Linked DNA regions of Mus musculus: all the other regions are linked to region 4. The links are chromatin contacts, called in public ChIA-PET, HiChIP or PLAC-seq and promoter capture Hi-C maps. All regions are on one chromosome and are shown on one strand. The core of a region is the stretch at or near the end of the contact, and the rest is flanking DNA. Distances in the headings are between cores, read along the strand shown.

The links. Promoter capture Hi-C pulls out the DNA fragments that hold promoters and counts their contacts. ChIA-PET counts read pairs in DNA pulled down with a chosen protein or histone mark. HiChIP or PLAC-seq counts read pairs in DNA pulled down with a chosen protein or histone mark.
Region 1: a promoter capture Hi-C map of liver shows a contact between it and region 4, with 2.5 times the contacts expected there. The contact joins the promoter of Mfsd3 here to the promoter of Oplah in region 4. A contact is called at or near these places in 1 of 39 promoter capture datasets (liver), 1 of 484 Hi-C or Micro-C datasets (liver), 1 of 115 datasets of contacts at active chromatin or transcription factors (microglia) and 1 of 9 other capture datasets (liver).
Region 2: an RNA polymerase II ChIA-PET map of memory CD8 T cells shows a contact between it and region 4, with 21 read pairs. The contact joins the promoter of Zfp707 here to the promoter of Oplah in region 4. A contact is called at or near these places in 1 of 39 promoter capture datasets (liver), 2 of 115 datasets of contacts at active chromatin or transcription factors (memory CD8 T cells and pancreatic cancer cells) and 1 of 9 other capture datasets (liver).
Region 3: a FOXA1 HiChIP or PLAC-seq map of pancreatic cancer cells shows a contact between it and region 4. The contact joins the promoter of Slc39a4 here to the promoter of Oplah in region 4. A contact is called at or near these places in 1 of 39 promoter capture datasets (stem cell-derived epiblast-like cells), 1 of 115 datasets of contacts at active chromatin or transcription factors (pancreatic cancer cells) and 2 of 9 other capture datasets (adipose tissue and pancreatic islet).

Annotation. Positions count from the first base shown.
Region 1 is chr15:76,697,018-76,702,918 of GRCm38.p6, forward strand. It overlaps Mfsd3 (major facilitator superfamily domain containing 3), which reads left to right and starts at 4,525. Exons shown (of 5, transcript NM_027122.3): 1 at 4,525-5,333; 2 at 5,627-5,774; 3 at 5,862-5,901. The coding sequence starts at 4,652. It overlaps Gpt (glutamic pyruvic transaminase, soluble), which reads left to right. Exons shown (of 11, transcript NM_182805.3): 1 at 1-2; 2 at 142-231; 3 at 305-413; 4 at 525-658; 5 at 823-1,066; 6 at 1,286-1,365; 7 at 1,439-1,575; 8 at 1,698-1,872; 9 at 1,979-2,134; 10 at 2,219-2,331; 11 at 2,403-2,658. The coding sequence ends at 2,493.
Region 2 is chr15:75,967,026-75,972,809 of GRCm38.p6, forward strand. Zfp707 (zinc finger protein 707) reads left to right here and starts at 2,098. Exons shown (of 4, transcript NM_001347040.2): 1 at 2,098-2,379. The coding sequence starts at 2,272. It also overlaps the pseudogene Eif2s3x-ps1.
Region 3 is chr15:76,615,519-76,621,689 of GRCm38.p6, forward strand. It overlaps Slc39a4 (solute carrier family 39 (zinc transporter), member 4), which reads right to left and starts at 1,352. Exons shown (of 12, transcript NM_028064.3): 1 at 1,055-1,352; 2 at 357-641. The coding sequence starts at 1,243.
Region 4 is chr15:76,303,089-76,308,942 of GRCm38.p6, forward strand. It overlaps Oplah (5-oxoprolinase (ATP-hydrolysing)), which reads right to left and starts at 4,201. Exons shown (of 27, transcript NM_153122.3): 1 at 4,140-4,201; 2 at 3,387-3,610; 3 at 3,111-3,302; 4 at 2,573-2,672; 5 at 2,360-2,483; 6 at 2,052-2,247; 7 at 1,805-1,970; 8 at 1,546-1,684; 9 at 1,378-1,445; 10 at 999-1,264; 11 at 348-460; 12 at 90-260. The coding sequence starts at 3,557.

The DNA of each region.
Region 1 (5,901 bases), core at 3,275-5,774, 390 kb after region 4:
AGGTATTGCCTTGGGCCACTTACTGCCCTTCTGCTAAACTTGGGCTGCTGAGCTCGTCCCCAGCACAGTGGAATGTGGGACAAAGGCAGTAGAGTAGGGTGGTGGTGTTCAATCTCCCTGCCCGCTTCCTTTCTTTCCCAGGGTGTGAAGAAGCCTTTTACTGAGGTTATCCGTGCCAATATTGGGGATGCACAAGCCATGGGGCAGAGACCCATCACCTTCTTCCGCCAGGTTAGGCTGCTGTACTACCTGTGGTTACTCCTCCTTCCCCAGCTGCTCTGGACTCAGTACTTGGTTCTTCCAGGTCCTGGCCCTCTGTGTCTACCCCAATCTTCTGAGCAGTCCGGACTTCCCAGAGGATGCCAAGAGAAGGGCAGAACGCATCTTGCAGGCATGCGGGGGCCACAGCCTGGGTGAGTGCGAGCTCTAGGTGGAGCCCAAGCCTTAAGGAGAGGCAGAGAGGGACGAGTCCCTTGGGAAGATTACAGGACTTGGCCCACCTCATTTAGCTTGTCCCCTTTCAGGTGCCTATAGCATTAGCTCTGGAATCCAGCCGATTCGGGAGGATGTGGCGCAATATATTGAGAGGAGAGACGGAGGCATCCCTGCAGACCCGAACAACATATTTCTGTCCACAGGGGCCAGCGATGCCATCGTGGTAGGGTAGCCCAGGGCAGGGCAGGTCAAATCGGAGTAGCCCTATGTGTGAGGCTAGATGGGGCTGAGTCTGGTGCAGCAGCGTCAGCACAGGGCGGTGGTGGGGGCGGGGTGGGGTGTACAACTCTGGTTGCACTAACGCTGGGCTCCCTATCCGGCCTACAGACCATGCTCAAGCTGCTGGTAGCCGGCGAGGGCCGTGCGCGAACCGGTGTACTCATTCCCATTCCTCAGTACCCACTGTACTCAGCTGCGCTGGCTGAGCTGGACGCCGTGCAAGTGGACTACTACCTGGACGAAGAGCGCGCCTGGGCTCTTGACATCGCTGAGCTGCGGCGCGCTCTGTGCCAGGCACGTGACCGCTGCTGCCCTCGAGTACTATGCGTCATCAACCCCGGCAACCCCACGGGTAAACCTATCAGCTCCGCCCCCTGCAGTTTCACTCTTTTTACCCCCCCCCCCCCGCTAGCTCCGCCTCACTGGGCTCCTCCTTCCAGCCCCGCCTCTTCCTCCAGAACCTGCCCTTGCTCTCCAACCCCAAGCGCCTGGGCTGAGCACTCTTGGGCTTGGTTCTCTGTTGCCCGCGGGCGGCTGACTTTCCAGTCAGTGATGCATCTTCACACTCCAGGGCAGGTGCAGACCCGTGAATGCATCGAGGCCGTAATCCGCTTTGCTTTCGAAGAGGGACTCTTCCTGATGGCTGATGAGGTACACACAGGGGCACACAGAGTGGTGAGCAGCAGCTCAGCCCCCAGCCTGAATGACACTGCCACCCCTACAGGTATACCAAGACAATGTATATGCTGAGGGCTCTCAGTTCCATTCATTCAAGAAGGTGCTCACGGAGATGGGGCCACCATATGCCACGCAGCAGGAGCTCGCGTCTTTCCACTCAGTCTCTAAGGGCTACATGGGCGAGTGCGTACAGGCTCAGGTGGTGGTGGTGGTGGTGAAGCGGGGAGGGCTAGAGGACTCTCAGTCACTGCCACGGTGGCGCACCCTCTTCCCAGACCAGCCTCAACTCATGCTCTCCTGGGCAGGTGCGGGTTTCGTGGTGGCTATGTGGAAGTGGTAAACATGGATGCCGAGGTGCAGAAACAGATGGCGAAACTGATGAGCGTGCGGTTGTGTCCACCAGTGCCGGGCCAGGCTTTGATGGGCATGGTGGTCAGTCCGCCAACCCCCTCGGAGCCGTCCTTCAAGCAGTTTCAAGCAGTGAGCAGACCAGACCAGGCCAAAGATACCTGGTGATCCGGCTTTGGGTGGGACTATAGAGGGACACGTTGAAACCCTCTTCCATGATTCCCTCCTGTGACTGCAGGAGAGGCAGGAGGTGCTGGCTGAACTGGCAGCCAAGGCTAAACTCACGGAGCAGGTCTTCAACGAGGCCCCCGGGATCCGCTGCAACCCGGTGCAGGGCGCTATGTATTCCTTCCCTCAAATTCAGCTGCCTTTGAAAGCAGTGCAGCGTGCGCAGGTGGGGCATGCAGGGCTACATGGGGGCCGAGCAGGGTGTGGGCCTGGCGCCAGGCTGTGAGCTGACCACCCTCCTGACCCCCAGGACCTGGGCCTGGCCCCTGACATGTTCTTCTGTCTGTGCCTCCTGGAAGAGACTGGCATCTGCGTTGTGCCTGGGAGTGGCTTTGGGCAGCAGGAGGGCACCTATCATTTCCGGTGAGACCCGGGATGGGTTGACCCTGCCACTAATGGACCTGTACTTCACGCTGACCATTTGTCCTTTTCAGGATGACCATTCTGCCCCCCATGGAGAAACTGCGGGTGCTGCTGGAGAAACTGAGGCACTTCCATGCTAAATTCACTCATGAGTACTCCTGAAGCCACTGCTAGGGCCACACTGGATGCTCTCTGACTCAACAAACTGAGGGTCCTTGGGAGCCCTCACTATTTCTGATTTTGCATAGGGTCTGGGTACTTGTCCCTGCAGGTCCCTAATAAAGCTGGGTGTAGGCCTGATTTGAGGTGGCTGCCTGGGTGACCCCAGCTTTGACTCACCTGACTGGCTTTGTGTAGACACACAGACTCCACATAAGGGACACTGGAAACGGCATCTAGAGGAGTTGCTAAGGATGGTTCCCAGGGAAGGGAGGACCCTCCAGATCGTCATTCCTACATTTGGCTTGAGACAGTGCATCTGTGGGCTAGGTCTTCAGTCTTAAGTGTGGGGCATGTGATGATCGGTTACATAAAATCAACTAACATGCCAGTAAAAGGTGTGACGGCAGAGCATCTGCCTTTTAGGGCCGCAACAGAACCACTTTGGGAGGGGGTGAGGTCTGAGGGAATGCAGGGGAAAGAGACCTCAGAGGCTGTGTCAGAAACAGTAACCTTGCTCCGGGACACAGCCGTGTGTGCCAACCACAGTAGGGAGGTATTCAGCTCTTACAGCCAAGTTAGGACTGACAGCAAGGGCTTGGGCGGTGCCCACCTCCGGCAGAGCAGAGCAGGGGAGGTCCTTTTGCAAAGCACATTTAGGAACCCTTGGGGCAGATGTGTGCTAATGGAAAGATACATCCTGGACTGGGAGGCTCAGGATGAGCCCCTGTGCACAGTAGACACTGCTGGGGTTCAACTTGTTTGGTCTGCAGTGTTCCTCTGCGGTAGGCAAAGCCGTCCTCCATCCCCTAAGTTTTGTGGTACTGGGGATTGGACTCAGGACCACTGAACTATATCCTGCCTGCCACCCCTTTAAACAGCTAAGGTATCCAGGGCAACCTAAACTCATTCTTCTCTTGCCTCAGCCTGAAGAGCAAAATTATAGGGGTTTACAATCATGCCCCAAAAGTAGAACCCATTTTATAGATGTGAACACTTAGATCCTGAGACTATCTGGAAGTGGCAGGATAGCCCCTCCGTGGAAGCAAGGCAGTGCCAGGGTGCTAGGACTTGGACACTGTGTCCAAACACAAAAGAAGTTCCACCCAGTTATCTACTATAATTGAGTCAGTTAACCCAAGGCCTCATTTAACAGTCTCATTGTGGACTTGGGAGGGCACAACTCTGAGAAGGGGGAGAGACTGGGCATGAGCCTTCCCTGCAGAGCCAGAATCACGTGGTCTGGACTAACTACCCTCACTGAATACTGAAAAGGAAGTGGGTATCACGGGCAATAGCTGACTAGGTCCTGCCCTTCCCCACAAAACTCCTGCTTCTGTGGTCACTGACCTGGGGGCAGCTCTGAAGCCACAGTCTCAGCAAGGAATGGGGAGCAGTGCTAAATGCATTGTGGGGCAAAGTATTGGCTCTGTGAGCTAAGTATTAGAAATGCTTCGGGAGCTGGGCGTGGTGAGCCCGCCAGTGGTGGCGCACCCGTTTAATCCCAGCACTTGGGAGACAGAGGCAGGAAGATACTGAGTTTGAGGTCAGCCTGGTCTACAAAGTAAGTTCTATAAAGAAAACCTATCCACACACACATAAAACCAAACAAACAAACAAACAAACAAACAAAAAACCGCTAAAGTGAAAATGCTTCTTCTGGAACGGATCTGGTATCCATTCAGCAGACAGGAAGATACCTTTGAGACCAGCCTGTTACCTCAGCTTCCTTCCTAGCCACTCACATCTACCCGCTGGCATTGTGAGCAGCAGGCTGTCGTGTCCAGGTTTGGCACGAGGGGCGCCAGAGCAGATGATTTGGGTCTGTGTAGGTATCAGTAACCTGCTTAACATTTGGGTTTTAGGCCAATTGAGGACTAGTAGGGGGTTGGCTCCACCCCCAGCCCGGGTTGCCCCGCCTCTCCCTCACCCTGACCCCTGCGCAAAGCATGCCGGTAGTTATGGGCTGTGCAAGACTGCGGTCCCACCATGCGATAGGACCGGTCTATCGCTCCGCATTTTTCTCCCAGCTTCGGTACTTCCGGGATTTCTGGTCCCAGTGTGCGTGTCGGGATTACAGCCTGACTGTCCCCGGCCCTATGTAGGAGGACCAGACCCTGACTGTTCATCCTGAGCCGTCCGATCCCACCACGAACGGGCCATGCATGGGAAGTTGCTGCCGCTGGCCGGCCTCTATCTTGTGCAGGGTCTGCCCTATGGACTGCAGTCCAGTTTGCTTCCCATTTTACTGCGGGCCCGTGGCCTCTCCCTAACGCGCGTGGGTCTAACCAAGGGATTGTATGCTCCATGGCTGTTAAAGCTGGCGTGGGCACCGCTGGTGGACAGGCGGGGCACCCCGCGGGTCTGGTTAACACTCAGCACACTGTCCCTGGGCTTGGTGTGTGGACTGCTGGCTGTGTTGCCTCCTCCGCAAGCTGGCCAAACAGGGCTACCTACCACCGTGATGGGGCTGCTACTGCTGCTGAATCTGGGTGCAGCGGTGCAGGATGTGGCTCTGGACACACTCGCTGTGCAACTCCTAGAGCCAAAGGAGTTGGGACCTGGGAACACTGTACAGGTGGTCGCTTACAAGCTGGGATCAGCACTGGCTGGGGGTGGACTGTTGGTCCTCTTCCCCACTCTCTCTTGGCCACTGCTCTTTTTGCTCCTAGCTGCCACCTACTGGCTGGCTGCTGCCTTAGCCTGGGCTGCACCAGCCTTGGGAAGGCTGCCATGGCCTCAGGCCTCAGAGCATACACCCCACAGCTCCTATCTTCTACAAGATTTGCTGGCTGTGCCTGGGACCCTCTGGACAGCGGGCTTTGTGCTCACCTACAAGCTGGGTGAGTGAGGCCTGCAGTTAGTTACCATCGAGCTTAGAGCCCAAACTCTATGTTGGTCCCTAGGGCCCTGAAACCCACTCAGGGGACTGCCCTATGCTGGAATACCAGCCCAGAGCTCTGTAGCTCAGTTTTGTTTCACCTCTTAACTTCCCTCAGCTCCAGCCAATGCCCAGCCCTTTCTCTTCTAACATCTGGGGCCCATGAAAATGAAGGGGACCAGGGGCCTGACTGGTTGGAGTACTGAGGCTCCTGGAAGAAAGACTGGGGCCATCCTTGCTTACGGTCTCCTGTAGGTGAGCAGGGTGCTGGCAGCCTGTTTCCACTTCTCCTGCTGGACCATGGTGCTTCTGCCTCAGACTTGGGGCTATGGAGTGGCTTGGGTGCTGTGACCTGCTCCATTGCTGGCTCCTCCTTGGGTGGGGCTCTACTGGCCAGGCACTGGTAAGCACTCCCCAACCCTAGCCTGACCCTCAATTCCACCGGTGTCCCAGGTGATCTTACCATAGCATCTCTCAATTCCCACCCCAGGCAGCCACTGAAGCTGTTGAAGACAGTGCTGCAGCTCCGC
Region 2 (5,784 bases), core at 848-3,347, 340 kb before region 4:
TGTCAAACAAGAAATCAATAAAAAGAAAAAATAGTAGAGGTCACATTTTCATGGCCAAAATATAAGAATAAACATAGATAGCTAGTAGTAAGATAATGAGCTAGGAAATTAATTCTTTCTAGTATTGTTTTGAAAATATACCCCATAGGCTATTAAAAGAAATTCCAACTCTTTCCCAAGGCATTGTTTAACTTGGAGTCTTCAGTCATCATCTACAGTTGGCTTAATGGTCACTCCTCTTCTTATCTGACCCCAACCAATTAAACGCCAGTGTTTCTCAACTCTTCTGTTAAGGGCAATTTTTTCTCCTTTCTTCTGTACACACAGGACTGGTCAAAACAATTTTGCCCAAATCAGCCTTAACAGCACTAACTCTTCCTCCTGTCAACAGGGATCCTATGTTGACCATAAGCACTTCATTCTTAGACAGCTTTTGGACCTTGGCTGCTTTCTTGTCTCCTTCAGTACGTACACCCAGAAGACGTTTAAGCAGGAAATAGGAGATTTCCAGTTCTGTGAATATTTCAGGTAACGCTCCAACTGCACCAAGCACTTGTCCCACCATTCTACCAGCTCAGCACACAGTGGGGCCGATCTTTGTTCCAACTCCAGTGAGACCACCTGGGGCAGCATACTGAAGATCATTATGTTTCCCCCAAAAAAGTGACACAATATTGGAAAAGGTTGGTTTACACATGAGTTTTCCTTCCCTATCTTTGGAGACAATACGGGGTCTGACTTCTATCTCCTGGCATACCTTTAACACTCCTTTTAGAATACTACCACCAGCTATACCTCCCTTAAGGTCATCGACTTCACAGCCAGGTTTGTTGACATCAGATGGACTGATAACAATGAGATGGGGCTCTGAAGTAAAGTCTCTTGGGGCCACTGGTATTTTCTTCACTATATACTCACAGACAACTTCAATATTATACTTCAGTTGAGCAGAAATTGGAATAATTGGTGCCCCTTTCTGCTATCGTTCCTTGCACAAATGCGAGATTTTGCTCATATTGTTCCTTAGCCTGACTTTCTTTTACCAGATCAATTTTATTCTGTAAGATCAAAATATGCTTGAGTTTCGTGATTTCTACAGCAGTCAGGTGTTCGGGCCAAGGGCATGATTCATTACTAGCTATCAACAGAAGAGCTGCATCCATCTCTACTGCACTGTTCAGCATCGTAGCCATCAAAATATCATGGCCAGGACAGTCAACAAAGGAAACATGTCTGACTAATTTGAAGTTCCCTTTGGCCCCCAGAATGTATGTAGGAAACTTATCTGGTGTACTGCTTCCACATGATCTGGTCTAGGACAACTTGAGTCATCAAAGTTTATAAGTCTTAGCATGAGCATGTCCAAGCTTGATGGTAATGTTTCTTTCTAGCTCATTTTTGAATCTGACAGTGTGAACTCCAGAAATAACCTTCACCACGGTGGACTTCCCATGAGCTCCATGACCAGTTGTAACAATATTAATTGTAGCTTGTCTGCTGATAACTTCACGTGAAAGTGGTGTCAACTTGGTAACATCCCCCAGCCATCTTGCTCAGAGGGGAAAGGACGTATCTTCCTTTCCATCTGCTCAGCTATCTTATGGTGGGACGAAGGCTGCCTAAACTAGAATTAGAATTACAAATAAGTTTGCATCTTTCAAATTAAATTTGGCATCACAGTGGCCTAAGGGTCCAGTGACCCCAATGAACAAAGTAGGAAATCCTGACCCATGCCACTAACATGAAGCAAACTGGCAAACATCAGTTTAGACAGCCATAGGACAAATTCCAAACAAAGAATGTTGATGGTTCTGGCTGCTTGAGAACTGGAGATAGGTTCTCTGGGGCATGGACATTTCTGATTTGAAGCCAACATGGTCTACAAAGAGAGTTCCAGAATAGCCAGGGCAACACAGTGAAACCTTGTCCCCCAAGCCCATCAAAACAAACACCTCCTTCCAGTGGGCTCAGGAACACACGAAAAAAAACCCACAGACCACCCATATCAACGGAAGGGCTGGGCCCCTGGGGGCGGGCTCGCGCACACTTCCGCCCTTTTATCTGGCCCCGCCCTTTAAGTAGCCGGAAGACGCTTCTGATTGGCGTATTTCCGCTGGAGAGTTGAAGTCAGTGCGGCGCGCACGGGAGTTGACGTTTAAAGGTGCAGGAGCTGGGGAATCCGACGGTGGTGCTGCTTTGGGTTGCTCTGCTCCGCGCCACTGCGCTTGCGCTGAAGCCGACCCTACCCCCGGCATCCCCCGCGGCCTTCAGATGCGCCGGCGTCTTGCTGCAGCTGCTGCTCTCGGCGAAGCTCGACGAGAGCGCTGCTTCCGACGGGGCAGCGCTCTTCCCGAGCGAGCTAACGGCGATGCTCCTCCGGTGAGCTCGGACCCTCTACCCCCAATCCCTGGCCCCGCGCCCACCTGGGTCCCCTTGGCACGGGCGCTCGGGTTTCCTGCTTCTGGCAGGTACCGCGCTCCGGCGGTCCTAGGGTCTCAGTCTGGGTCTGTCTGCTCCTGCTTTCCAGGACTACAACTTTCTGTTTTAGTGTTTCCCACACTCCCTGCTCTCCGGCCTTGAAGTCCAGCCAGGCTTGTGGCACCAGTTCTGGTGTTCAGATGAGAAATATATATTCTGGTTTTATCATGCAGAGTTTGTGGTTGGCAGTCACTACCCAGACCTGTGTTTCCCGAGCTTCGGGTCTTCCAGGTGTGTCCCAATTTGCAGCCTTGCTAGTCGAGTATAGATAAGAATGCATATCAGCACAGTGTAGGTGGTTGGTTAGTTATGTCGCAATGTCACAAGGTTGAATGCCTCTAGGCGCAACTTTTGTGATAGCTGTTAAAATAATTTATAGCCTGACTGGCCTCAACTTGTGCTGACCCCTTTGCCTCTGTCACCTGAGTGTTAAGATTAGTTAGGTTTTTTTTTTTTCTCTCTCTCTTTTAAAATGTTATCTCTTAGCTGGGCAGTGGTGGTGCACGCCTTTAATCCCAGCACTTGGGAGGCAGAGGCAGGCGGATTTCTGAGTTCGAGGCCAGCCTGGTCTACAGAGTGAGTTCCAGGACAGCCAGGGCTACACAGAGAAACCCTGTCTCAACCCCCCCCCCCAAAAAAAAAAAAAGTTATCTCTTTCTATGTTAATTTTTAGAAGTGATTCTAGATACTAGTTCTTTGGCAGAAAACGATTTGGAAATTCTTTCTCTGTTGCTTGCCTTTTAATCTTTCTTTAATCTTTCTAACTCCCTTTTAGAATCAGAAACTCTCTTGTTGGTTTCATTAAATGTTGTTTTGTTTGGCTTGCTTTTTAACTATCCCAAACGGTCTTTGACATAGCTTTTTCGTCAAAGTTGGTGTAATGGTTAATTTCTCAACTTGACGCAATCAAGTAATTTGGGAAGAATGTTTCAAGGGATTATTTAGTTCCGGTTGGCTTGTGGGCATGCCTGTGGGGAATTGCCTTGATTAGCTTAATTGATATGAGCGGACCCAGATTTGGGGTCCTGGACTGTGGAAGGTTAGAGAAAGCTAGGTGAGTTCTAAAACTGCATTAGTTCATTCTTCTGCTTTTGACTGATATGACTAGCTGCCTTGACGGGATGGTAACTTGGAATCGTAAGCTAGATAAGCCTTTCTTCTCTAAACTGAACTGATTTTTTTGGGGTTTTTTTTGGGTCGGAACTTTATCATGCAGCAGAGATGAGGCCTAGCCTTGGACTTTTTTGATGATCTTTTTGTTTTTGAGACTGGGCCTATTGCCCTGGCTGTTCTGGTCTTGCTGGCTTGGATCTCAAGAGTTGTGTTGGGATTAAATGTGTGGGCTACCATTCCTGGCCTGGCCTTGAAGTCTTGCTGCTTTTGTCTCTGCCACTCAGTGCTTGGATTATAGACCTACCCCAGCAGTTATTCTTGGAAAACTGTATTTACTGCATGTATATATGAGTGTAGACCGGCACGTGTACCACTCTTCATATCAGGACAGCTAGTGGGAGTAGGTCCTCTCCTCGGGCTATACTGATCTAGGGGATTGAACTCGGGTGACATGAATCACCTTTACCAGCTGAGCCATCTTGCTGACCCAACTTTTTTTTTTCTTTTTTTAAAAATTTATTTTATTTATGAGTACATTGTAGCTGTCTTCAGACACCAGAAGAGGGCATCAGAACCCATTAAAGATGTTTTTTAGCCACCGTGTGGGTGCTGGGAATTGAACTCAGGACCTCTGGGAAAGCAGAGTAGAACTCTTAACCACTGAGCCATCTCTCCAGACACACACACCCCCAACTTTTTTCTTTTAAACTTGGTGTTTTCTGTGTCCTGTGAACAGAGTCTTTCCCTGCCTACCTTGAGTTTATGAAGAAAATTTAATCCTACAGACTTTAAATTTAATTTTTAATTTAATTTTAAAGATTTTTTTTGTTTGTTTGTTTGGCTGGTCCAGAACTAGATAAGTAGATTAGCCTGCCAGATCCTACTGCCTCTTTCTATCATGTCCTGTGATTAAAAGTGTCTATCAGGGACCCAGATAGAGCTGTCTCTTGTGAGACTATGCCGGGGCCTAGCAAACACAGAAGTGGATGCTCACAGTCAGCTATTGGATGGATCACAGGACCCCCAATGGAGGAGCTAGAGAAAGTACCCAAGGAACCTAGGATGGGCCTCTGGACTTGCCTTTGGGGAACTATTATAGTTGCTCTTGAGACTTTTTTTTGGTTTTTCGAGACAGGGTTTTTCTGTAGCCCTGGCTGTCCTGGAACTCACTCTGTAGACCAGGCTGGCCTCGAACTCAGAAATCCGCCTGCCTCTGTCTCCCGAGTGCTGGGATTAAAGGCGTGCACCACCACGCCCAGCTAATCTTAAGACTTCTAGTTTATTTCTCTTTGTGTCCATGACAGGCCTTTGGCTCACCAAGATCCACCCACCCATCCCTCAGCCACCACACCCAACTGGGAGATTTTCTTAATTGGTTAGATGAAGAAAGTTCCGCCTTGAATGTGGGTAGCACCACTTCACTAACTGGGCCCTGCATCAAATGAAAAGGAGAGGGAACAGCCTAGGCAGCCTTGAGGGCTTGGTGGGTCAGTTCTAGCAGTGTGGTGCCCTCCCTCCTGTTGGCAATCAATCCCATTATCACTGCAGTACACCTGCTTGTTACTGTGCTGTTTGCTTACTTTGTAGTCCTGACTACAGAATCAAGATTATCTCTCTCTTGGTAGCAGTGGGATGATCTGAAAGGAGGATCATGCCACGCAGAAGCCGAACCACAACAGTAGCTAGTGATGGTTCCTTTTTTATTTCTTACCATCTGTCTGTCTTCTGTCCTTATTAATTATTTATTTTTTTATTTTTTATTTTTCATTTTTTTATTATTATTATTTTTTTTTCAAGATAGGGGTTCTCTGTAGCCCCGGGCTGTCCTGCAACTGTCTCATTAGATCAGGCTGGCTCTGAACTCAGATCCACCTGTCTCTGCCTCTCAAGTTTGGGATTAAAAGTATGTGCTACTCCATCAGACTAAACTGGGGTGTGACGCGCTCAGCACAGTAGGGATGTTTTCTTTATCAGTAATTTTTCTCATTGCTGTGACAGGCAGCTTAAGGGTTTTGTTAGGCTTGCAGTCTGAAGGGATACAGCCCACCCCGCTGGCAGGCATGTGAGCTGAAGCTGGGCGGATCACATCCTTGTTCATGAGACAGAGAGGGTTTCTCTGTGAAACCCTGGCTGACCTGGAACTCACTCTGTAGACCAGGCTGTCTTCGAACTCAGAAATCCGCCTGCCTCTGC
Region 3 (6,171 bases), core at 102-2,601, 310 kb after region 4:
CGTGTTCCACCACTGCCCGGCTCCAACCTCCTCAAGTTACTTCCCAGATTTCACAGAAGACATCAGCCTATGTCCCTAAACCAGCTACCTATACCATAAACCTAGGCTGCCCCAGCTAGTCACACCCTTCACTGTGGCCTATGACCTTGGCCCCAGAGCTCTCCTGACTGTCATTTCCCCCAAAGGGTTCCCCCAGACTCCCGCAGACCCCGTTCTACCAACTGTGCACAAGACTGATTCCCACCTAAGTACCTCCAATGAGGCTGCACGTGGGACATCTCCCTTGTTGGGGCAGCCTCCCTTCCATGGCACTAAGGTCCTTGTCATTATCCCCCAAAAGCTGTCTGGGCCCTCACCTTCTCCCCGGTGGGTTGGCTGGCAGCATGGGCCTCAATCTTCTGCAGTAGCTGGCTCAGACCCAGGGTCATGGCCTCTGGACTCTCCAGTGTGGCCAGGTAATCGTCCACATGGGAGGCCAAGAGGCCAGCTTGGATGTCCTTGCATGTTTTCTCTGGGTTGTTAAGGTAGAGGGCAGCAGCAGCACTAAGGTAAATAATGTGTCTGGACTCCAGGACTGATTCTGGGGCAGGCTGTGGCTTGTCAGGTTTGCCTAGAGCCAAGACATTCTCCACAGACAGACACTGTGGGCAAACAGACAGGATCTGAGCTAGACTAAGCCTACCAGGCATAGCCTACAGGCATGGATTCTATCAGCTATCTTATGTCATGTTCTGCCCCTTGTAGTTAGCTTGACTAGGAGCCTACACAAAGGGGTCCCCAGCAATTACTCCCCCATCCTGAAGGTGAGAGTGGTCACTGTGAGTCACCACAAATTTGATAGCCTGGGGGAATGGAGCTGTGTGTCCCAGGATGGAGGCCCAGGCCTGTATAAGCCCCCCAGAAACGGAAGGGAGGCTCCAGCCTGCCAGCAGGTGCAGACACCAGCCTCCAGACCCGCCTCCTGGAGTTTGCCCAGATCTCTTTAGTGCCTGCCACAGGGTGGAGCGGGCAGGAAGGGGCCGGGGCTGGGGGACCCATCGGGTGGGGGTGTTACCTTTTCACACGGCCCGTCGGTGCAGTGCACACGGGCCACCAGCGTATTTAACAGGCCGTCCAGTTCCAGGCGATCCAGAGCACCCTGGCCCAAGGCGAGCAGGCTGAGCAGGTTCCTGGGCCGGGCCACTGCCACTGTGCCCACCAGCAGAGCCAACACAAGTCCCTGTGTGACCGACTTTGGGAGCATCACGCCTCAGGCCCCCAAAAGCGTTCCTTGTAGAGGTGCTGACTTCTGGGCTAGCTGGAGACAGCTGGGACTGTCCGGGGCCAGACTGGAGCTGGGTTCAACTTGCCTTGGCCCTAGCTCCAAGACCTCTCCCAGATATTTCCTACAGGGCTCTGTGATTGGCTGCTGGGTTAGCCATTCCAGTGGCAGATCCTCCCCGAAAGCCTGGGGAGAAAGAGCTGGTGCCTCCTGGGGCTGGAGCTAAAGGTGGGTCCCTGTCCTTAGGTGGGCGGCTTGAACCTGTCACACCCTGAACTGCCAGTCAGGGCTTCCTCTGTTCCCTGAAGAGCCCAGATCACCCTCGCCTGTTACCTTGCCACTGGACCAGAAGCTAGGGGGATTAAAGGTTTGAGCGCGTAGATGTTATCAAGTCAAACATGGGCGTTCTATTTGACATTTTCAGGAGAGCTCTTAGGCTTCCCTCCACCCTTCACCAGCTGCCTCTCAGCCCAAGCAGCTTAGACAAATTCCAAATCTTGTAGCCTGGGTGAGGGTGGGGGTGCTGCTCTTGGCTCCTGAGCTAAGGCCGCTGGGTCCAATATGGGCTACAATGGGAGATTTCTGCAGGGTACTTGCTGCGTCATGCTCCCCCACCCCCAGCCCTCGGGGAAAATCCCCAGGAAATGGCTAAAGCCCCAACCTAGACAAACAGGAAACAAAGATGTGACTTTGGTCCTAGCCAACTTTTGGGGCTTGGAAGAGTTCGAGTTGAGCAGTAGGAGTTTGAGGCCCTGTTGTGAGCGCTAAAGCCTGAGCATAAGAAGAAGGAGGTAGGGCTGGGGCCCCCAGCTGTGCCCCTCCCCCATTGAGCCTTCCAGCCTTTGACCCCTGAGCCTTATCTCTATCCAGGTGGCAGGCTGAAGGAGGGGTTGGAATCTCCAGGAACTGACAATTCCCGGGTCACAAGGCATTTTGGCCTTCTGGAAGAGGGCTTTGGGTAGCCCCAGAGGCACTGTGGCCTTCTTCCACTCAAGTTCACACCAGTCCTGACCCTAGCCCTCTGGGGTGTGGCTGAGTATGAACCTAATGCCTAACGAACTCTGTCCCCTAGTATTCTGGAGGGTAGGGCAGGGTGGAGAAAGAATCTAGCTGAGTATCCTTGAGCTCACGGGTCAACTGCTTCAGACCTGTTCCGAACATACACATGTCAATGTTTCTTATGGCTAGCATCCTTGCAATGCAGCATCCTTGCTGGTCCTATGGAAGAACTATGACTGGGAACTGGGAGAGCCAACCTGAGAGCATTCCCTACATGGAGCTCTGAAGATGCCATATACCCAAACTGCCTTTCTTATTTCTTTTCATTGCTGGGCAGCTGAGAGCTAAGACTAGGTTGATTTTCTTTCCCTGTATCCCCTAGGGAGAAGTCTTTGTGTAGGCCTGGCTGTTCTGGCTTCCCTAGATCTCTCCCTCAAAGGAGGGACCTGCCTGAGCTCGGAAAGGCAGAACAGCCAGCCCTCGTGCAGCTAACACTGCCTCTCCTGCTCATTCCCAGCCAGCTCACTGCATAGGTGAGTGTGTGTGTGTGTGTGTGTGTGTGTGTGTGTGTGTGTGTGGTGTGGTGTGTGTGTGTGTGTGTAAAGAAGCTTGCCAAGGATTCACGGTGGTAGAAGGAAAAAATGCAGCTCCAGAAAGCTGTTCTTTCACCTCTATTGTATGCCGCAACAATTGTTCCCTCGGGCCAAAAAAAAAAAAAAAAAAAAAAAGTCAAATGGTGAACTTCAGCACCCGGGAACTGGAGTTACTACTTGTGAAGGTTTCGCTTGGGTAGATGAAGGTGTGGAAAGGACAATACAATGGCTGAACTCAGTGCCACTGAAATGTGGTCCAAGTGGCAACTTCTGTGTGTTATCACAGTACAAAATTAAAATAGAGCAAAACAGTGCTCCCTGGTTAGTGATTCCCTAGGACTCCTGCAAGACTTAATTCAGTGGCTACAGATAATAAGAAAAGAAGTAGAATCCAGGTATCACGGTGAATACCCCTAATCCCAGCACTCCGGAGTCAGAGGCAGGCATATTTATCTCTTTGAGTTAGAGGTCAGCCTGGTCCCTATAAGCAAGTTTGGGGCTAGGCAGATCCTATCTTAGAAAACAAAAGTGAGGTTGGTTGGAGCAGGCCTGTTCTGGGCGTGGTGGCAAACACCTGTGACTCCATCACTGGAGAAGCAGAATCAGGATTGGGTTTGAGGCCAGTGTGGGTGACATAGTGAGACCATCTCAAAAAATCCAAAGGGGCTGGAGAGATGGCTCAGCAGTTACAAGGGCTGACTCTTCTTCTAGAGGACCTGGGTTCTGAGCATCCATATAATAGCTCAAAACTACCTGTTGGAGGCAAAGGCAGGCGGATTTCTGAGTTCAAGGCCAGCCTGGTCTACAGAGTGAGTTCCAGGACAGCCGGGGCTACACAGAAAAACCCTGTCTCGAAGAAAAAAAAAACCTACCTGTAACTATAATTTCAGGGGATCCAAGGCCTTCTCTGGTTTCTATGTCACCAATCATGCGTGTGGTAGGCAGATAGATATACATGGAGGCAAAATATTCATATGCATGATTTTTTTTTTACAGTTTCTTTTGTTTTGTTTTGTTTTTCTTTTTTTTTTTTTTTTTTGTTTTTTTTTTTTTTGTTTTTTTTTGTTTTGTTTTGTTTTTCGAGACAGGGAGACAGGGTTTCTCTGTATAGCCTTGGCTTCCTGGAACTCACTCGTGTAGACCAGGCTGGCCTTGAACTCAGAAATCTGCCTGCCTCTGCCTCCCAAGTGCTGGGATTAAAGGCATGCGCCACCACTGCCTGGACCATATGCATGATTTAAAAAAAAAAACAAAAATAAGCAAGAGCTTTGAAGGTCGCTCAGTGGCAAAGCGTTTGTCTAGCAACCCGCACAGGCCTTGGGTTGAGTAACCTTGTAGGGTTGAATGTCGCATGACAGAGTCATGGTGTCTAACTCAGCACAGGACAGCAGGGGAGGTGCTCTGGACTGAATTCACAGAGCCTGTCAACTGCCTAGAGCTCTCAGGGGCTGCTAGGAAGGTGTTCCCAGTAGGCAAGGAGGCAGCCACGTAGGTTGCCAGATGCCAGCCATTCCAGTGGCTGTGAGGACTCACCTGGTCCCTATAGTCCTTGAGGCTTGTTTAGGAGGCATGTGAAAGGCTTTAGAACTCTCTCGGAATCCGGCCCACCCACAATGGGCGTGCCTCCAAGAAGCAGAGCCCTCTGTGTCATCCTGAGGACTTCCTCAGACCTTCATGTATGCTATTGTAGAGTTCTGTTCAACTTGTCTTTCCAGCCACCATACCCCGTACAGTCAATGACTTGCGTGAAAACTCCGTGGGGGCTTCTAGCCCCACACCGGGCTGCATCACTGGCGCTTACAGTATTAGTGCTTGGTCTTTTTCAGGCACTGCTGCTGGAGAGATTAATGATTCATCCACCACCCTGAGAAAGAACTTAGAGATGTAGATTGTTAGCAATGATCACCACTTTTAGAAAGAATTTGGAGCCAGGCAGTGGTGGCCCACGCCTTTAGTCCCAGCACTTGGGAGGCAGAAGCAAGCAGATTTCTGAGTTCGAGGCCGGCCTGGTCTATAGGGTGAGCTCCAGGTCAGCCAGGGCTACACAGAGAAACCCTGTCTTGGAAAACAAACAAAGGAATTTGGAGAATAGATGTTTTTGTTAGTGGCTCTTATCTTTGGGGACAGTTTGTACTTCAGAAATGCACACTACTAATAGCCGAGCTAGAGGGTTTTTTATGGTCTGGAAACAAGAACAATGGTAGCCTGGCTGGCACTGGCTAATGTGACTCCCTTGCTAACATTGGGCTGGTCATCAAGGTGTTGATTAATTTCTGGTACCCATTTTTCCCCCCTCAACTTCCTGATAAAATTTGCTAATGGGTAACTATGCAACTTGAGGATTTAAAATAGAAATGGCTGTTTTGTTTTGTTTTTTTTAAAAGATTTATTTATTTATTTTATGTATCCGTGGGTACACTGTAGCTGTACTGATGGTTGTGAGCTATCATGTGGTTGCTGGAAATGAAGGTTGCTTGCACTGGTCGGCCCCACTCAGTCCAGCCTAAAATTTATTTATTATTATATCTAAGCACACTGTAGATGCACCAGAAGAGGGCGTCAGATCTCATTACAGATGGTTGTAAGCCATCATATAGTTGCTGGGATTTGAACTCAGGACCTCTGGAAGATCAGTCAGTGCTCTCAACCGCTGAGCCTTCTCTCCAGCTCTGGCTGGTTGGTTTTTATACAAAAGTTTAGATTTGTGATTCTTTTAAAATTTTTATAAGATTTCTTTTTAAGATAAATAACAAGATAACTGATTTTTTTTTCCTTTGTAACCACAAATTGCTGCCTGTCAGTTAAGAGAAACTGGGTGAGAAAACTACCTTGCTTGCTTACACTTTGTTAATCTGTAACGAGTTGTTTAGTTACCAGTGTATGTCGGTTCTTGGGAATGTTTTTCATGTTTGTTTTTCACCCATAATACTTAAACATTTGATCATGTGAGGGTATTCAGGAAACATTTGTGTGTGTGTGTGTGTGTGTGTGTGTGTGTGTGTGTGTGTGTGCCTGTATACTTATTGTAATCATTTACTTAGAGAAAAATAGAATGTAACGGCATTGTGACTTCTGTACTGCGAAAGATTTTGCTGGGATATATAAGCTGTGGGAGAAAAGGTTGTTGGTATTTCTTTCCATCCACTAAATATGTAGAATTTATATGTATATATGTGGAGTTTGCTCCATCCACCAGATGTACGTGTACATGCATGCCTGTCTGTATACACACATACACACACACACACACACAAAGTGGTTGGAGCTCTGCCCCATCCAACCAAAGTGTATATGTATATATGTCTATGTCTGTCTGTC
Region 4 (5,854 bases), core at 2,951-5,450:
GAACATCTGGGAAGTCATCCAGTGGCATCCAACCAAAGGGGAGGTGGAGACAAAGCCAGTGCTGTGCTCCTCGGTGGTCCATGACTTACCTAGAGAAGCCCTGGGCCTGCAGGGCATCCACACACTGCTCCTCCAGGCGGCTCAGTCTCTGGTCCAGTTGTGCAAAGGTTTCAGGTGTGTAAGACAGGGAACAGGGCTCCTGTGCTTCGTGAACCACATCGGCCAAGGCCAGTCCCAGTGCTGACAGCAGCCCGCTGTGCCTGCAGAAATGGGTGGTGCGGCGGTGTGGGGACAATCCTCAAAGCCAATTCCCTCGGCTAAGGGCACATGCTCATATGCAGACCCACCTGTGAATATGCACAGTGTCCATACCCAGGGCCCGGGCAATGGCACAAGCGTGTTGCCCACCGGCTCCTCCAAAGCAAGCCAGTACATGGGCTGAGGGGTCGTGGCCTCGTGCCTGGTGATCCAGGAAGGGCTAATAAATAATCTTTCATACACGTGACAGCCCCCCATCCTGTCCCATTTCTGTAGAAAGTAGTTCCAATGCTTTGATCGCTTTGACTGAGAATCTATGTTTACTGATGCTGAAGGTCCTAGCTCCCGATTGGTTTTTGGTCTATCAGTAAAGATGCCAGTGGCCAATGGCTGGGGTGCGTGGGGGTTGGGGAGGGGGAAAGGCAGGACTTCCAGGTTCCCACAGGCTAGGAAAGAGGAAGAGGATTGAGACACTTAGGGGGAAGAGGAAGAAGGGAACACAGCATCGAGGAGAAAGCCAACCAGCTATGCGAGTTTCCAGGGAAGTAAGTGGCCTCTGGCCTCTGGCCTCTGGCTGCTCCCCTGACTAGCGTTGCAGGGGAAGGATTAGGAGTGCCCAGTCATTGTGTTATCCAAGGCATTTCAAGATGAACTGGCGTGTGCTACCCATTTCTGGTGGTCTAACAGAGTATAGGATCAGGGCTAGGGCAGACATGTGATGGTGGGCAGAGGGGACACACCTGTGTGAGGGCACGGATAGGCCGGCACATGGCTTCGTTGGCAACACGCACAAACCCCATGGCCACCTCCTCCAGACTTAGCTGGGAAGCTGGGCAGGGTCCACTGGCCAAGAAACTGTTGACCTCCATGGCCACAGCCTCTAGAGCCTTTCGGGAAGCCTCGGGAGACAATGGCTGGTCTTCTCCTGGCCCAAAAATGCAGGGGAAGGAGGCAGGCAGCAGGCGACCCAGAACCAGATTAGCATCTGTCACTGTCACAGGACCCCCTGGGAAGAAGGAACTGAGTGTGGGTTGGAGGCTAGAGAGGCACAAGTGGCCAGCAGGGACAGGCCTAGAACACCATGGGGCTAGGTCCAGCAAGGCAGTGGCTAGCCCTTACCTTTGCGGTAGCAGGCAGGACCTGGGTGGGCACCTGCTGACTCTGGACCAACCACAAAGAGGCCAGACCTTGGGGGATAAAAGACAGGAATTAGAGGCATGGGGAGGTCGGGGGGGGGGGGTGGAATAAAGAAGCTTAGAGGTTATAACTGAAGAGGTAGGAACTGACCTGAAGAAGAGGCGGGAACCCCCGCCAGCTGCCACCGTATTGATGTCCAGCTGTGGGGCCTGGAGGGTAACACCTGCCGTGCTAGCCTCAAAGACGTGCTCAAACTCTCCAGCATAGCGGCTCACATCTGTGGATGTGCCTAATGGCGGCGGCAACAGCAGACAAGATGCTAGGAGTCGCCCCCAAGACCTGAGCCCCCAGCATCCTCCAGCTAGGTAGCTGAAGGTCTTCCCTCACCCACCCACTTCAGCCTTCATACCTCCCATGTCAAAGCCAATGACAGGCTGACCACCTTCCAGCTGGTAGGTGGTAGTGGAGTAGCCAACCACACCACCAGCAGGGCCAGAGAGCACAGCCCGGGAGCCACTGAAGGCATCCATGGGTGCCAGGCCACCATCGGAGCGCATGAAGAGGACTTGCACATTCTATGAATGGGGAGAGCGGACAGCGATGAGCTGGGCAGGAGCAAGGCCAGGGCCTGGAGCACGGTGGTCAACAGGCCTCACCTTTAGCTGGCCCTGGAAGCCTCGGCGGAAGCCCTGCACATAGCGCTGGATGGTGGGAGTGAGGTAAGCATCTGCACAGGCCGTATGCCCCCGAGGAACAATCCGCACCATGGGCATGACTTCCGAGGACAAGGAGACGTGCGTGAAGCCCAGCTCCCGGGCCAGTGTGCCCACCTGCTGCTCGTGCTGGGCCCACCTACAACGAGAACCCAGGGTTTGGGTGGGGGGGACTCTGTGCCTCCCACCCAACACCTTTCCAGCTTTCCTCTAGATCCAGTCTCCACGCACGGGAAACAGCCCTCACTCACGTGTACGAATGCATGAGTACCACTGCCAGGCTGTGAATGCCCCGAGTCAAGAGCCCCTCCAGCTTCCCACGCAGGGCTGCCAGATCCACAGGCTGCTGTATCTCTAGCAGGTCCCCTGTACAGCCTGAAACAAGCCCAAAGCCCCCATTCAAAAAAATTGCCAGGCTCTGCCTACCCCAAGAACCTCACACAGGATGTCAGCACCATGCGCACCTTTGACGGGAGAGCCGGCACCGGGTTCTCCACGATACAGCAGCACTCGCTCGTCCACCTCCACGACCTCCTCATACAGTACCTCTGGCATGGGCACAGCCTGAGGGCAGGCAGAGGCTCAGAGGAGACCCCGGCCTGAGTGGTCTATGGGGTCCTGCATGATGTCGCAGTGCGGGCCAAGGGGATGTGTTCCAAAAAGCTAGGAGACAGTCAAAATGGCCCAGCAAGGTCCACCCAGAAGGCTTCTCTCTGTACCCAAGCCCAAGCCCTTAAGAACTAGAGAACCAGCACCCTACCTCAAGAGGGCAGCTTCTTCCAGGAATTCAAAGGTGGAACTTCTATGTTCTCACCTTGAACTGGCAGAGTATTCCCATGCCAGTCTGGAAGTATGAGGACACGGGTCCTGCTAGCAGTGCTCAGTCTCCTTAAGGCCTACTAGCCACCATTGCTTCACAGACCTCCCCACAAGACCTTGGCTGGGGGAGGGGAAAGAGTGCACAAGCTTCACCTAATGCCCAGTTGGCACGGGAGAGCTCACCAGGTCAAAGAGGTCTGGGCGGGCCTGAGTGCCAATATGCAGCAGGTCTCGGAAACCGCGAGTCACCAGCAGTGCCACCCGTTCTCCCTGCCGTTCCAACAGAGCATTGGTGGCCACGGTGGTACCCATGCGGATGCTGGCGATGTGACTGGTGTCTAGCGGCCGGCCTCGGGGCAGCAGCACACCCCTCTCCTGGGGACCACATAGTCAGGGGGAGAACCTCAGGTTGGGGTCTCCCTAACACCTCCCCTCTGCCCGCCACTGGCCCTGGCCCACCTGCTCTAGAATTCGGCGGATGCCCTCTGTGGGTGCGTCTGCATAGTTGGCAGGATCCTCTGAGAGCAGCTTCAGGACACGTACATGCCCTCCTGGGCACTGGGCAAAGACATCTGTAAAGGTGCCACCACGGTCGATGGCAAAATGGAAGCGCTCTTCTGGGCTGCCCATGATGTTGAAGCTGGAGTCCAGCAGTGGCTCTTCGGCTGGTAGCCCTGGGAGAACTGGACAGAAGAGCCTGTCACTGGGAGTGAGGGGGGTTGGGGTTATTACTGAGGGGGGGCCAGGTTTCTAAGAAGAGGCTGGGATGGGAAACAAATGGATCCCGAGTCTAGAAGGTGCCCTGGGGAGGAGTCATAGAGTAGCTCTGGGTTTGGCAGGAGCTGCAGGACCCAGTCATAGGGTGGCCAGAGTAGAGTCAGAGCCAGGCAAGCCCAAATGCCAGCCACTGTCCCGGTGGCACAGGTCTGAGAGTCCTGCTGCCGATGGAAAGCCAGTACTTGGATTAGAGATAAAAGGACCCCGGAGCCCTTTCTTGCGGGAGGAGCCTGGATTCTTTCCTCAGGGAAAGGCACCCGAGTTAGGCTGGGCAGGTAAGAAATAGCTCCACTCCCCACTCTGCTCAAGTTTCCTGGCCCAGGCTTTATAGTCACTGGAACCCTACAGAATCTGTACAAGAGTGGGGCGAGGCTGAAAAGAGCGGAGGTACAGCGGAGCCCTCAGGGGGAAAGTAGGAAAGGCGGTAGCACAGACCCCACCAGCAGCCGAATCCGCTCTAGTCTTGCTTGTGTCCCGCTGCGCTTCCCGAAGGCCCTGCCCCCACCTCGGGGTGGGGCCTGGAGAAACACACCCCCACTCCCAACACACACACACAAACACAGACACACAAGCCTGGCGTGCCTGGCCCTCCGGATTACGTAATTGCGGGCCGGGCCTGAGCACCTCCTCCTTCGCCCAGAGCGATCCACGGATTGAGGGACTGAGTGGCCCTTGCCAGCAGGGGCGGACCCAGCGCTTTGGCTCAAGGGCACCTTGATTCTCGGAATTGCTGAACCTCTCTGCAAGTTCTGGGTCGCCGAAAGTGGACGCCCTTGATACCCAACTTCAGGTCTCTAAGTAACTGGTTGTACCCTAATGTAACAACATTTCTGATGTAGTCAGACTGTTCCCCAGAGTGGGAGGACCTGAGGCAGGAGATGGGTTGGGTGGAAAGGACCCGGCAAGGAACAAGGGAAGGTAGGAGGGCCTCTTATTCAGCAGCAAAGTGGCACAAAGATCAAGAGGCCTCTGCACACATCCCACAATCAACCCTTCAGTGTAAAAAAATGGCTCAGTACACCTAAACCCTCATGTGTCTCTCCTGTAGTGACACCAACAGACATTTGGAACTGGTGTTCCCCCTCACCGAGGACAACTGGTTAAAGTCTCCGTGTCCTCTACTCTCTTTCTCTCTCTCTCTCTCTCTCTCTCTCTCTCTCTCTCTCTCTCTTCTCTCTCTCTCTCTCCAGGGTTTCTCTGTATAGCCCTGGCTGTCCTGGAACTCATTTTGTAGACCAGGCTGGCCTCGAACTCAGAAATCTGCCTGCCTCCCAAGTGCTGGGATTCAAGGTGTGCACCACCACCGCCCAGCAACCCTCTTGTTTATTTAGTCAGTCTGTAAGTGGGCTTGATTCCAAGGAGAACGTGCATAGACAGAGGAGGCCCCAGGACAACCAAGACTTATAAGCAAGGAGAGTCAGAATTGGTTTCTTGCTTTGCTGTTCCTAGAGGGGTTTTAGCCCCAGGAAAGCAGATCTTCCTTACTAGGCCAGCATTTCTATTCTTTCTATGACAGAGTCCAGGGAGCCTCAACTGTGCTGGTTGGAAGTCAGAGCCTTTACAAGCAGAGTAGAGGCTGGGCTCAAGTCAGGCCTGAGCCATTTAGCATCCAAGTGAAGGGGCATGGGCAGGTCAAACTATTAGCCATGTGTGGTGGTGATGCTGACCTTCAAGGGTGGCTCCTAAGACTGTAGGAAATCAGTTGAACCCAAAGGCCTTTCCCCATGTGCTAGGCCAAGTATCAGACAGCTTAGGGCACACACCCAAATCCCCCATTCTAAGTACACTGCTGGCTCTCAAGGCCCACTTGGGCCTAGGAGGCTAGGATGCAGGTAAGCTGGTTATGTATTAGACTTGTAGGCTCTGGGCTTCACGCCACACGTCAGGCAATGCCTGGTGCCCCTGGGCATTCAAAACCTGTCCTCATGTCCCTTTCTCATTTTGTGGATGCCAGGGTAAGGTCTATGGTACATAACTCAGTGAGATTTTCATTTCAAAACCAAAAGTAGGAGAGGGCTGGATGGTAGCCCAGTTGGTAGACTACTTGTTTAGAATACAAGAGGCCCTGAGTTCTGTTCCTAGTATGGAGAGAAAAAGTGTGTGTGTGTGTGTGTGTGTGTGTGTGTGTAGAGAGAGAGAGAACCCAGAGA